4 separate regions of the Sus scrofa genome follow, and all the other regions are linked to region 4. Evidence: chromatin contacts called from public Hi-C and promoter capture Hi-C data. All regions are on one chromosome and are shown on one strand. The core of a region is the stretch at or near the end of the contact, and the rest is flanking DNA. Distances in the headings are between cores, read along the strand shown.

What was found. Promoter capture Hi-C pulls out the DNA fragments that hold promoters and counts their contacts. Hi-C and Micro-C count contacts between places; a contact is called where the count stands out from the background.
Region 1: a Hi-C map of liver shows a contact between it and region 4, with 3 times the contacts expected there. The contact joins the promoter of IRF2BP1 here to the promoter of PRKD2 in region 4. A contact is called at or near these places in 1 of 5 promoter capture datasets (liver) and 1 of 47 Hi-C or Micro-C datasets (liver).
Region 2: a promoter capture Hi-C map of liver shows a contact between it and region 4, with 4 times the contacts expected there. The contact joins the promoter of BBC3 here to the promoter of PRKD2 in region 4. A contact is called at or near these places in 1 of 5 promoter capture datasets (liver) and 1 of 2 datasets of contacts at active chromatin or transcription factors (alveolar macrophages).
Region 3: a contact with region 4 is called in a promoter capture Hi-C map of liver, with 1.9 times the contacts expected there. The contact joins the promoter of ZC3H4 here to the promoter of PRKD2 in region 4. A contact is called at or near these places in 1 of 5 promoter capture datasets (liver) and 1 of 47 Hi-C or Micro-C datasets (liver).

What each region holds. Positions count from the first base shown.
Region 1 is chr6:52,198,481-52,201,937 of Sscrofa11.1, forward strand. IRF2BP1 (interferon regulatory factor 2-binding protein 1) reads right to left here and starts at 1,730. Exons shown (of 1, transcript XM_003127228.4): 1 at 1-1,730. The coding sequence starts at 385.
Region 2 is chr6:53,044,981-53,048,597 of Sscrofa11.1, forward strand. It overlaps BBC3 (bcl-2-binding component 3), which reads right to left and starts at 1,922. Exons shown (of 4, transcript XM_013998533.2): 1 at 1,821-1,922. The coding sequence starts at 1,823.
Region 3 is chr6:52,937,431-52,940,614 of Sscrofa11.1, forward strand. ZC3H4 (zinc finger CCCH domain-containing protein 4) reads right to left here and starts at 1,285. Exons shown (of 16, transcript XM_005664626.3): 1 at 579-1,285. The coding sequence starts at 654.
Region 4 is chr6:52,597,880-52,601,608 of Sscrofa11.1, forward strand. PRKD2 (serine/threonine-protein kinase D2) reads right to left here and starts at 1,265. Exons shown (of 18, transcript XR_002344708.1): 1 at 257-1,265.

The DNA.
Region 1 (3,457 bases), core at 480-2,979, 400 kb before region 4:
CCAGGGCGGGCGAGGGGAGTGGGAGGCGACCAGATGATGTGGCCCTGTCATAGCGGTCCTGGCCCGAGACAGCGCCGCCTGCTCCCGATGACTGGGCCTGGGCCTGTGGAGGCGGCAACTGAGGACCCTGTGCGGCGGCGGCAGCTAGGTCCTTAGTGGCCGGGTGCTTGAGGGCCGGGGGCCCCGGCGAGCGGCCCTCGGGGAGCACGTGGCTGCGCTTGAGCTGGCGGGCAGCATCGATGAGCAGCTCGATGCGATCTGCGCCCTCGAAGTTCACGCAGCCGCGGCACACGGCCTCACTGAAGTCCCACACCATGGCCCACGGCATCTTGGGCAGGTCGCACAGGTAGCACCACTGGCGGCGGGACGCCTGCACGGACGCCATAGCCCCCAAACGCGCGCCTTCAGGACCCCTCAATCCACCCGCCGCCGTTCGATCCGCACTGCCGACGTTCGATTTGTGTCCCCAGGACCGCGCGAGCCACAGTCGGGCCTCTGGCTCGGCCTCCCCGCGGATCCAGGCCCGGCCCCCCTTCCCCGCCCCCCGGGCCCTAAGCCTTTTTCCTCACTCCCGCCTCCTCGAAAAGGCAGGCAAAGGTACGTCGGCGCCCCAGCCTGCTCCGGGCTCCGGGCCGAGGCGCACAGCTCGGGCCCCGCGATGGGCCGCGAGCGCCGCCGCCTCGGGCTCCCGCCGCTCCCGCCACCTCCGCTCCAACGGCTGCCACCGCCGCCTCCACCTCCTTCTGCCCCAGAGGCCGTTTCGCAGGGAAAGTTACATAACGCGCCGGCAAAGCCTTCTGGGAAACGTAGTCCCGCCGGGGCCGGCTCTTAAAGGGGACGGCAGGCAGCAGAGGACGGCGCGGGCTCGCCGCTGCGCGACCTTTACCACTCGTCGCCGCGGGGCAGGGAGTTTGGCTTGCTCCGAGCATTTCGAGCACAAGGGTTGGAAACAGGGATGTGATACAAATGGCGAGCGCCACGACGGACTCAAAAATTGTAGGAGGTGGACAGGCTTCCGGGCATCCAGCTTCTGTTCCGACTTGCTGTGCGGCTTTAGGCAAAAATCTTGCCTTCTCTGAAGCTCAATTCCCGCCCTTCAAAGGTGGGCCAATGACTGGCTACGGAGGCAGTCGCTCCTGGGGCGGGGCGGAGGGGTCTTGATTGGAAGGTTTCAGGACAGGGGGACGGGAAGCAGGCAACTTAAGCGTTGGGCAGGGCTGTTCACTTGGCACTTCTTCTTGCCCCAAATCTTGAATGGCAGCCTCTGATTGGAGCCAGCAACATCCGGAGAAAGGAGAGAACTGAAGTTGCCAGCCTCAGCTGCCTTATCTGCTGAAGGGAGTGGTGGGGCGCCCCCAATTCTGTTCCAGCCCTGCCAAAGCGCTCTGGTCTCCAAAGGGTTACACCGTCAGTGTCACCGCCCCCCTCCCAACTTCACTACAATTCCCAAAATGCCCTGCGGGGCCAACAAGCTGACGCACTTCCGCAGTCTGGAAGGTTGGGGGAGGCCTTCCCGATTCCCGCTGTCTGTCCTTACAGTCCCCCCCCCCCCCCCCAGCGCGCGCGCAATTTATGGAAGGTGTTTCCATGTTTTCCCAGCACCAAATTGAAAGGACCCTCACCCTGTATGGCTCATTAATGTTGAGGAAGGGAAGGAGGGCAGGGATGGCAAAGTTGGGGGTGGGGGGTGCTTAGTTTCTGGGGAGAACAAGAGCTAGACCACCCTTCTCCAACCCTGATTGCTTACTACCATCTAGGCCTATGCAGGCTATGGGGACCCCCGTGTTTTCTTCCTGGCGACCGCACCCCGCAGGGCAGGCTTGGAAGCGTGGGTATGTGGAGGGTGGAGAAGGGTCTCCAGACTCTAACCCACGTCAGCCTCTTCCCCTCTTTAGGCCTAGGTTCCTGTTAAGCGCTCAAAAATATTTTGAATTATTTGTGAGTTGCACTCATTAGTGGTTTTCAAACTAATCAGGGAATACCTGCCAACTCTCCCTTATTCCACTGCAACCATAGCAGGTCTGATTTGCAGTCTCAGCTTCACAATTTTGTTCACGACTTGTATTATTTTGACATTTTTCTTGAAGTTGATTCCCGAGAAAAAGAAGTTTATTTCTGCTCCATCCTAAGCAGTATGTGCATAATCATGGGTTGGATTTTTTTTTTTTTTTTTTTTTGGTCTTTTTGCTATTTCTTGGGCCACTCCCGTGGCATATGGAGGTTCCCAGGCTAGGGGTCGAATCGGAGCCATAGCCACCAGCCTACGCCAGAGCCACAGCAACGCGGGATCGGAGCTGCGTCTGCAACCTACACCACAGCTCACGGCAACGCCGGATCATTAACCCACTGAGCAAGGGCAGGGATCGAACCCGCAACCTTATGGTTCCTAGTCGGATTCGTCAACCACTGCGCCACGACGGGAACTCCCATAATCATGGGTTTTATGTACTATACTTTTTTGTGTGTGCTGTACACATTTTTATAAAATAAGTTAAAATTACGTATATATGGAGTTCCTGTCGTGGCTCAACAGTAACAAACCCGACTAGTATTCATAAGGATGCCAGTTCGATCCCTAGCCAGGCTCAGAGGGTTAAAGATCCGGCATTGCCACAAGTTGCAGCATAGGTTGCAGATGGGGCTCCAATCTGGCGTTGTTGCGGCATAGGGCAGTAGCTGCACCTCTGATTTGACCCCTAGCCTGGGAACTTCCACATGTTGCAGGTGCGGCCTTTAAAAAAAAAAAAAAAAGCAAAAAATAAATAAACGAACAACAAAAAAAACCTGTGTACATATAGAGCCATTAAAAAGGCCATCCATGTATCTCCTAAAATTGTCTTTGGGCCTTTTTTTTTTTTTTTTTTTTTTTTTTTTTTTTTTGGTCTTTTTGCTTTCTCTAGGGCTGCTTCCTGTGGCATATGGAGGCTAGGGATGGAACTGGTGCCATAGCAGTGACCCAAGCTACTGCAGTGATAACCCTGGATCCTTAACCAGCTTTAGTTAACAGTAGTGGGAGTAAGGAGTTTTGGCCAGATGCTGCCTTGAGATGAACTGGATTGTCACCGGACAAATTTAGGGCAAGTCTCTAAACTTCTCAGGAAAAAAATGAAGACCCCGTAGAATCTGCTTTTCATCGAGTACCTTCAGGTTAAAATGCAAACATGCATATAAATGCTTAGCTTGGTGCCTGGCCCAGAAAAGGAATACTATAAATGTGAGTTGTCTCTAAGTTCCCATTACTTCAAAGATTCACACTCTACGTTGGGCGATGCTGAGGACACAGCAGTGGCTAAGCCAGGCTCAGGCCATGTCCTGACAAGACTCTTTCTGCTAATGGAGGCAATCATTCAATTTAAATTTACTTAAAGGATTATTCATACGCATTTCTTTTATAACTGCTGGGGGGTTAAGGAGTGTCAGGAAAGGCTTTCCTGAGGAGGTGATATTTGAGCTGTGA
Region 2 (3,617 bases), core at 672-3,171, 450 kb after region 4:
GCCCGCCCCGCCCGCCAGGCGAGCGCGGGGCCAATAACCGGCTGTTGCTGGGGCGCAGCCCCCGCCCGCAGGAGCCTCAGACTCCACGGCCCGCGAGCCGCCCCCAGTCGCCGCCCCCAGCGGGCGCGCGCCCGGGGTGTGGCCGCCCCTCCACGCCATCCCCCCCCAACCCCGCCCCTCCCGGACTGCAGGGGCCGGAGCAGTCGGGGTCGACTCACTTCCCCGGGGCCTCACTGGCCGCCAGGGGGCGCTGCCGAGCCCGCACCCCATTGTTTGTAAACAAACCCGCCAGACCGCTGAGGCACCTGCGCTCTCGGACCCTTAGTGCCTCCCGCCCAGCAACCCCAGCCCAGGGTGCCTCGTGGAGGTGGAAGGCAAGGAGAGAGGAAGGCACAGTGTGGGGACACAGCCCCCTCCCCCCGATCACACTGCTCTCCGAGTGCACTACCGCCACCTCCTCCAGGGAGCCCACCGGGCCTGGCCAATCGCGACTGGCGGAGGGTCGGGGTGGGCACACTCACCCCGGGGGCATGAACACGCCGGAGGGGACGATGATGGGGGGCGGGCGGCTTCCTTCAGGAGGGCGCGCCCGCTGAGCGCCGCTCGCTGCGGCGACTGTTGCTGCGGTGGCGACTTCTGCTGCTGCTCTAACTGCAGTGGCTGCTGCTGTTGCTGTTGTAGCGGCGGCTGCTCCTCGGGCCGCAGGCGCGTCTACGTCCTGAACGCCGCTGCTGCTGATTTCGCCGCCGCCGCCGCCGCCTCCAGGCGCCCGCTCGCATGTGGCTCGCGCAGCGTCTCAGGCCGCCGGTCGGATCCCGGGCCCGCTCAGCGGCCGCCCCGCCCCGCCCCGCCCCGCCCCCGTCCCCGCCTCCGCCCGGCGGGTCCCACGCCCCGCCCCCGCGTGACGCCACGGCCCCGTCCGCCCGCTCGCCCGCCGCGGACAAGTCGGGACTTGCAGGCGCGCGCCGCTCCCCCTACCTCGGCGGCGCCGGGGGTTTCCCTGCAGCCGCGGGCGGAGCAGGGCCTCTCCCCCGCGTGGAGGCGCAGCGATCCCGCCGCGCTGATGGCGGGACAGCCGGACGCACACGCACTGACACACTGACACGCTGACTGCGACCCGCAGACACACGCACCCAGAGACTTGTCTGCTGCCTGACCGCCTGGCGCTCCAGGGTACACAAAGTCACGTGCTGACAGGGCACGGAGACACGCCGACTCGCAGACACACCCTGGACAGGGGCGTGGACACACAAACTCACACACTGATGGAGCCCACACGCACACACACATCCAGACCCAAATACATAGCCTGACTTGCTAACAGGATCGCTGGGACTGACGGAGTGACACAATGTCAGGGTCACGCAGTTGTACAAACACCCACACTGCTGAGCACGCCTGGGCCCACAAAACGGCTCTGTTCACAAGCATTCCCACTGAGCGGGTACCCACAACACGCACAGTGGCGACAGGCCCACATAGACACAAGCCGAGGGCTTCTCAGGAAGTAGAAACTTCCTGACGAGTGCTGCTGGACACACACGCACATACACGCAGGACACCTGTCACAGAGACACCTGGACACGCGGCTTGATCTAGATGACAGGACCACAGGGACACACAGGAACACACCCCCAAGCCGGTTCCCAGCTGACACATTAAAACTGGCAGAAATGGCCCCTCACAGACACAGATCAATCAGACAGAAAAAAGACTGACCCCCAACAGACAGTCACAAAGTCACACCTGTGACAGGTTCCTGCTCACTGGCCCACTGATGGGACACGCTCCAGAAGCCATGCACCCCTGACCACACTCACCATGAATCTGGTGGGGGACCAGGGTGAGCAGAAAGCCCTGGGCACTGGGCACGGACATGCCCGGGCAGCCCCTGCACTGACTCTCGCTCGGTTTTCTGCCTTTTGGTTCCCTTTCCCTTCTCGGTTTCCCGTTGTCACTCCTTCCTGTACTCTGATGTAGTGACCTCGGTGACCCCACGGTGTCCCGCCCTCCCCCAGGGCTCTGGGGCTCTGTCGTCCCTGCACCTTTCATTCCCTCCATGTCACAGCCCAAACCAGACTGTGTCATCAGAGGGCCAGGGGCCTCTTGAGTGCTCAGTTCTGGGCTGGCTAAGAAGGGGTGCCAGACTTGAGCAGAGGTGCACTTGTTCAGGCTCTCAAGCTCCACTCTCTCCAGGACCAGACCCTTGGATTTTCCAAGAGAAGCAGAAAATGTTAAAATCTCATGTGTAATCCCCCTACTTTCAGTACTGGGGACTAATTCAGCCTCCCTCTCTCCTCTTGCTTTCCCTCATTCATTCCCTCATTCATTCATTCATTCACTCCCCCCTCCTTCCTCTCTTCCTTCCAGTGTTTTTCAAACTCAGGGTCATGACCCACATGCGCAAACCATGATTGTGGACTTCTGTGGATCTTTATTGTGTTTTATTCAAGTTTATTGAGATATATTTACATGCCATATAATTAAATTTTTCGGTGTTTTTAGTGAGTTGGGACAAAAGCACATTATTGCACACCATCACAATCAAGATTTGGACAATTTCTGAAGTTCCCCGGTGGCTCAGCAGGTATTGTCAGTGCACTGGGTCTGGTTGCTGCTGTGACACAGGTTCGATCCCTGATCCATCCAGGAACTTCTGTGTGCCACAGGTGCAGGCAAAAACCAACCAAAAAAGCAAATTAGAATCTCATTTAAAAACTCATGAAGTTGGAGTTCCCTTCGTGGCTCAGCAGGTTATGAACTCCACTAGTAACAATGAAGACGTGGGTTCAATCGCTGGCTTTTCTCAGTGGGTTAAGGATCCGGCATTGCCATGAGCTGTGGCTTACTTAGTTCACAGACGCAGCCCAGATCTGGCGTTGCTGTGGCTGTGGCATAGGTCGGCGTGGCTACAGCTCTGATTCGACCCCTAAGCCTGGGAACCTCATATGCCACGGGTGCAGCCCTAGAAAGCAAAAAAAAAAAAAAAAACAAAAAACATAAAGTCAAAGGAAAATATTGTTTGATGAAAATATTTTTTATGATAGCGAACATACACCAAGTCACAGAGAAAGTGGCTGTGTTTCTGACTGTAGATCAAGTCTAAAGGCGTTTGAGAAATGCTGCCTTGGACATTTTTAAACGAGATCACACACAGATGTCAGTGAGCACAACATCTCACACGTGGTGAGGTATAACCTACTACAGGTTAGCCGTTATCACTAGTATTACTGCGTGTGGCAGTGAAGTTGGGAGAGGGGCTCATGGAGCAGACTGAACCCTTTATTCACTGATCAGTGCCCTAAAGCTGCTTCATCTAGGACTGGACACCAGGAAGCCAGATATGCTAGAATATTCTTCTGAGAAGAAAATGAATGTGAAAGAATCTGGTTTGTTGCTGTGGCTGTGGTATAGGCCAGTGGCTACAGCTCCAATTTGACCCCTAGCCTGGGAACCTCCATATGCCATGGGTGGGGCCCTAAAAAGACGCCCCCCCCCAAAAAAAAGACAAAAAATGAATCTGGCTTGGTGGGTAGGGCTGAAAGCAGATGAGAGGGCCAAGGATCCACCAGACCATAAGCATTTGCACCTTCCCACTATCTAGTCCAGATTCTTTT
Region 3 (3,184 bases), core at 35-2,534, 340 kb after region 4:
GGCCGACTGTCTGTCTGCCCGCCCGCCCTAGGTGCCCCAGCTGCCCGGCCTCCGCCGCAGTCAGAAATTCACACAAAATGGCGGCTCGGCCCGGATAAGCCCAGAGGCTGAGGCGGGAGGAAGGGCGAGGTGGGAGGGGGAGCAGGGAGGCTGTGTCACGTGGAGCTGAGACACGAAGGGCGGCGGAAAAGGCCGAAGGTGTCGATGTGGGTGGAGCTAGAGAAAGAATGGGAAGGCCCGGGGAGCCGGAAATAGCCGAGGCGAGTCGGGACTGGCGGGGGTGGGCAGAAACGAGGAACCGAGGTGATCCGGAAAGAACCGAAGGCGGTGCCAAGGGTGGGTGACAGGAGGCGGAAACAGCCGAGTGAGGCCGGGCGGCGGTAATAGCATTTAGACAGAAAGAACTGAAGTGTGTGGCGGATGAGGCGATTAATAGAGTAAGAGAGTTTGAGGAATTCGCCTGAGAGCAGGCGGGCAACAGAGAATTGCCAGCCTGAGAGACAGCGGGAAGAGTCGAAAGGTTTAGGCAGAAGAATGGGAGAGAAGGAATTCGAGCTACGGAGAAAAAAAAAAATAACCGAAAGCTGGTGGCCGGGTGCCTGGAGTTGTAGGTTTCCGGAGGATGAAGCCGAAAGGGCCCGGAGATGACGTCATTAGAGACCTCGGTCGTGGATGTTATCCTTGGGCAGTGTGAGAGGGCGGGCCTTGGTAGTGCTTTGGCAGAGTTTAAGAACCTAGAACGTAGTAGGTGGAAGACTCTTAAATGCTGGATTTGGGAGCACTGACAGGGTTCGACAGTATAAAAGGATAAATCGTTTAACCCTCACAACTGTACTAAGGAAGCTACTATTATGTCCATTTAATAGGTATCCTGAAGCTCAGTGTCTTAAGTTTTTGGCTCGAGGTTGTAAGATTACGCGCAAGAGCCCAGAAAGATTTTTAATCAGAGCTGGCATTTCATTGCCTCCTGCAAAAATTTGTTCAGTCCTATTTTCAAGAGAGGATCTTGGTTGGATACTTTATGAGCTTCTACATGGCTAAGTGCAATGATGGGCGATGGAAACATAGTGTCTTTATGTATATAAAAATCGATAATGCCCCAGGGGAAAGAAACTGAAAGTTAAAGAGTAACTGAAGGGTTCTTAATATTTTGGGGGGCAGGGTTGTTTAAGCTGACACGGAAGAAGAAGAAATAGCTCCAGGCAGAGGAAATACCTTATTTCAGGCCCTGACAAGGCAAGGATCACTTAGATGCCAGGAACCGAGAAAATTCTTGTAGCATGAGAGCGATGTGGAGACAGAGGCGCCAGATCACATGCTATATTAATCCTACTATAAAATTTAGAAATAAACTCTGCCAGGGTAATTTACAACCTCCTTCAGGGAAGAAATTAGCATTCCTGATAAAGTAAAATGATTAACCTATTTTCTTTTTGTCTTTTTAGGGCTGCATCTACTGCATTTGGAAGTTCCTGGGCAAGACATTGAATCAGAGCTGCAGCTGCTGGCCTACACCACAGCCACTGCAACTTCAGATCCGTTCTGTGTCTGTGACCTACACCACATCTCAAGGCAATGCTGGATCCTTAACCCACTGAGGGAGGTCAGGGATTGAACCGGAGTCATCATGAATACTAGTTTGGTTCCTTACTGCTGAGCCACAATGGGAACTGCCCCTTTTCCCTATAAAACCAGGCTCTCTTCCGTTGCTCTTTGGACTTGCCTCTGGTTCCTCTTAAGTTGTAAATCCTGAATTGCAACTGATTTGTCTCTGGATAAACCCATTTTGGAGATGAAATAACTGGCTTTTTTATTGGTTTGGGTTCAGTATTATACAACTTGATAAGAGAATATACTATGTAATCACCTAAATGATGAAATGGAGAATGATAAGCCAACCCAGAGGCCCCTCCTAGCCCCATCTAGTCACAGCCTCCCCCAAGGTAATGGACCTTCTGATTCCTAACCTCATAAATTAATTTTGCCTTCATGTCCTCATCTAAATAGAATCTACAAGACATACTCTTTGGTATCTGGCTTCTTTCACTTAACATTTAATTGGTGGCATGTGGTTGAAGTTCATTTGTTCTCATTTCTGTGTAGTATCGAAACTGACAGCACTTAGGACTTGAACCTAGCCTGAACCCAGGCCTCTGTCCACCATTGCTGAACAGAAACGCAGAGACAGAGTTTGGGTGAAGGAGAAAAAGATAGCTTTATTGCTTTGCCAGGCAGAGGGGGCCACAGCAGACTACTGCCTTAAAGACTGTGCCCTTACAGATAAGAATCAGGGTAGAGGCAAGCTTGTATTGTCTTTCAAAGCTGATGTTTAGGAGTTCCCATCGTGGCTCAGTGGAAACGAATCTGAGTAGCATCTATGAGGACGCAAGTTAGATCCTTGGCCTTGATCCGTGATTTTAAGTATCCCATGTTGCTGTGAGCTGTGGTGTAGGTTGCAGCGGCCACTCAGATCTCATGTTGCTCTTGGCTATGGCGTAGGCTAGTGGCTGCAGCTCTGACTCAATCCCTAGCCTGAGAACCTCCATATGCCATGGGTGGGGCCCTAAAACAAACAAACAAACAAACAAAAAGATGTTTAGTGGCCCCAGGACTGGTGCTGGTGGTCCCCCTTCATTCCCAGAATGAAAAATCCTTCTTCGAGTAATTCTTCCATTTCTTGAGAGTTTTAGTTCTACGGAAAGGCTCAAAGATATTGTTATGTATTATGTATATTCCTTAAGGAGGAACCAGGACCCTGCCCCAAGGCTCCACTGCTCCTCCCTGGTCTCTGCATCCCCTCCCTCCCCTGATTAGCCACTGCCCTTTGGAACTCAGGGAAGGTCATGGAGGCTGAGGCGTATTCCCTAAAAACAGAAAGGCTTGTGTGCCTAGGGGCCCCACAGGGCAGGAGCTCTGTTACAGTTACTGTAAGTTTATTTTGTCTGTTCCTCTGTTTCTATTTTGTAATTAAGTTCATTTGTATCACTTTTTTTAGGGGGCCACACCCACGACACAGGGAAGTTCCCAGCTAGGGGTCAAATTTCAAATCGGATCTGCTCCTACATCACAGCCACAGCAGTGCCAAATCCAAGCGTCATCTGCAGCCTACTCCACCGCTTGCACCAACACCAGATCCTTAACCCGTGGGCCAAGGCCAGGGATCAAACCCACATGCTCATGGATA
Region 4 (3,729 bases), core at 15-2,514:
TGCAAACAACAACATGCAGGGACATGCAATTTGGGGAGGCCTCTGGGGCACCCCACCCCTGGGGCCTCCCTCAAATGGGTAGTCAGGTGAGGAGACACCTGGGGGCCCAAGCCCTAGGCCCACACCTCACTCACCAAAGGCTTAGCTCCCCCCCCTCCCTCCTCCCCTACGCTGTGCTCCAGGTCGCCTCTGCCAGCGCTCCCCTCCTCTAGACCTCTCCCCGAGCTGGACGAGGGGGGGAACACTACGCTCTCACCTTCTGGTCCACGATGGAGCAAGCCAGCTGCTTCACATGGGCCAACTCGGAGGCTGTGGGCAACAGCACGAACTCGCGGGTCAACCCGATCTGGATGTGGAAGGAGACCCCGGAGCCCGGGGCCGGGACATGGGGCAGCAGCGGTGGCGGCGACTGCAGTTCCAAGCCGCCGGAGGGCAGAGGAGACCCTGGGCCGGGAGAGCCCGGGAGCCCAGCGGGATGGGAGGGGGCGGCGGCCATAGGGCGAGGCCCGGGACCAGCCGCCCGTCTTCCACCCGGGATCCGGCTGGAGGAGCCTGGGCAGAGAGGCTCGGGTCACTGGGTCCGAGGAATCTTGTAAGCTGGTGGTTAGACCGCGGGGATCCCGGGGCTCTGAGAAGAGAAACCTGGCAGGTTGAGGGGACTGGAGGATGGTGAGACCCTGGGAGATAGAGAAAAGCTATCTAGTGGATCAGATGCCCGCCCGAGAATCAAGGGATCACAGACGATCAGACAGTAGAAAGCTAATGGTTTGGGGGTACCCAGCGACCAGGGGAATCCAAGAAACCAAAGAAGAAAATCTAGCAGGTCGGGGTCATGGGGAGCAGAAGAGCTCAGGATCTAAAGGAGCCATGGGGAGAGAAGAAACTGGAAAGGGAGCAGGGGAAGCCAACACAGTGGCTCTAAGAGGACTCATCTAAGGGGGCCCGAGGGATTCACCAGACCTTGGGGATGGAGAGCAGGAGCCTCAGAGACGGGATTCGAGTGGATCCCGGGGATCCGACAGCGGGCCCGGGGATGGGCAAAGGGATTCCGAGGGCCGGGGTGCTAAGGTGGGAAAATCTCACGGGTTTCGGAAGTAGGAGAAAAATTCGGTCGGGACCGCGGAGAAGGGGGTGTTACCGGCGGCAGTGGGGTGGCGGGGTGGGGGTGGGGCAAAGGAAGGTGGCCGGGCGCCCAGGGCTCTTTTTCCCCCTCCAAAGTTTAACTCCGCTGCGGCGGCCCAGGAGGAAGTGTCCGGAGCGACGGCGCAGTTGGCCAACCGGCGCTGGGTTCGATGACGTCAGAGAGGGCGGAGCCTGCTGAGGGGCCGGGGACGGAAGAGGAGGGCGGGCTCAGCGCCTCCGAGTTGGGGGTGGCACCCCCCCTGCCCGCCCCCGACCGGGTCTGGGGACCTGGGAGGCGAGGCGGATCCGGAGGCGACACTGATTCCTACCCCCCAACGCACTCAGGTCGGGAAAGTCGGCTTTTCTCTGACCTAGAGAAGGAGGGGCGAGCCACCCGCACACCACCACAGGGCGCGATGCCGGGGCTGAGGAGGCGCCTGGCCCTTTAAGGAAGGGGGCCGTCTCGCGGGGCTTGCATCCGGCGCCCACCGCAGGGGAAAGGGTGGGAGACGGGGTCAGAGCCGGCCCGCTCTCCGAGCTGGGCTTCCCTCTTCCCAGAGTGTCGCCACGCCCCAGTCCATTCCACAGGTGGGAAGACCGAGGCTTCCTGAGGGCAGAGGTTCTTGCCTCTGGTCTCTCTCCAGCGACCTTGGCCAAAGAGCCAGGAGCAAACAGGAGGAGCCAGGGCTGTGCAGGCAGTCAGGCACAGGGCAGGTGGAGAAGGGGGATATTTTCCATCTGTCAGCTCCCCACTCCACCCCAGTTCTTAGGGTGAAGAGCCAAAGAAAGGCCTGGGGGTGGCTGGAAGGGCCATAGCAGCAAGGGAGCATCACACCCACACTTTGTAGCTGGAGAGCCCATTGTTCTCACGGGGAAGTGTGCACGTGTCTTCCCCTGTGTAACTTTAGGTTGGTGGCCTCTGCTCTCTGAGCCTTTCTGTCAGATGGGAAAATATTAGGACTGACTCCAGAGGGTCTTTGTGGGGATTAATGAGATAGTAGAAGGGTGACCGAAACACAGCAGACGTGGAGTGATGATGGCTCTGGCTCTAGTGCTCAGATAAGCCGGTGAGCACGTTGAAGCGCTGGGGTGTTTATGGAAGGGTATATTCAGTCATTCCACAAATATGGATTGAGGCCCTACCTACTCTGTGTCAGGCTGTCATAAAATGCCTCCTCTAGGAGCAATTCGGACTTGATTTCTCCTCCCCAGCTAATAATAGAGTGGTGGGACCTTCCCATTGTGGCGCAGTGGAAGGAAACCCCGCCTAGTATCCATGAGAATGCGAGTTTGATCCCCGGCCTCGCTCAGTGGGTGAAGGATCCAGAGGTGCCGTGAGCTGTGGCATAGGTTGCAGATGCAGCTGGGATCCCAAGTTGCTGTGGCTGTGGTGTAGGCCTGCAGCTGCAGCTCCAGTTCAGCTCCTAGACTGGGACCTTCCATATGCTGAGGGTGCGGCCCTAAAAAGCAAAAAAAAAAAAAAAAAAAAAAAAAAAAGTTGCTACCATTTCGTTTACATACAGGAAGCTGAACCCTCTGAGAGGCAAAGTGACATGTCCAGGATTACCAGGCGGGTTGCTACCACCCACGGCTTCTTCACGAGGCCAAGGCCTGGTTGAGCTGCAGAGGCATCCCAGTGGAGATGGGCCACCGCTGCTTGGGTTCCAGACCAGCAGGGCTGGTTAGGAATGAGGACCTCAAGATGAGCCCCCTTTCCCAGTAAAGGGCTGTTGGGGGCAGCTGAGGTCGGTACAGTAGCGATTCTGTCACCACATCCGGGGGCTGGCTGGGGCTGGGGAAGGAAGTCTAAGGCTGGAGCGAAAACCTAAACCACCACCTGGGGAAGCTACACAGAGCTGAGGAATGAGGGGGGAGCGAGGCTGCATGGCACCCATAGCTGGGTTCCTTTCCGTGTCATCTGATGGCCATCTGCCCACCTGTACCCTTTGTCCAGGCAGGGGGACAACCATCACAGTGAAATACTAACGTGAGTTCCCAGGCCTTCAGCTGTTCTTTTTCCCAGGGGCCCTGGACAGGAGCCAGGCCCTGTTCTGGGCACTGGCGTGTGGCCGTGTGACACGGATGGGCATTACAATCATGCCCTATTTACAGGGGACACTGAGGCTCAGGGAGGTGCCCCTGGCTGGTAGGGGTGGAGGCCTCCTAGCAGCAAGCAGAGGGAGTCCCAAGGGCCTGGATGGGAATTGCGACGACATGCCGGGCCAACAGCCAGCTCCTTGAGCCCCCACTCCCGCCTCTCATCCTCTGTAACACATGCATAAGGCTCTGCTCCCTATTTCGAAGTGAGGACCTAGTGAAATGGCTCAGGATGAGCCTAGCACAGGGGCTGGCTCCTGCTGAGGGCACAGCCCACCACTGCGACTTGGTCCCTCAGGGAAGGGAGAAGGGAGTGGACTTGGCAGGGTGCCCGCACCTCCTCCTTGGGACAGCTCCCAGCTGGGCAGGGGGGTCCACGCGGGCAGGTCCTGGATCTCCCTTCCCGCTCCATGAGGCCCAGGCATGGGCCAGGGAGAGGGGGCCTTCCGTGCTGCACGTTAGCACTCTGGCCCCACCACCAACCATCCAGCACACATGGCACCAGGTGGG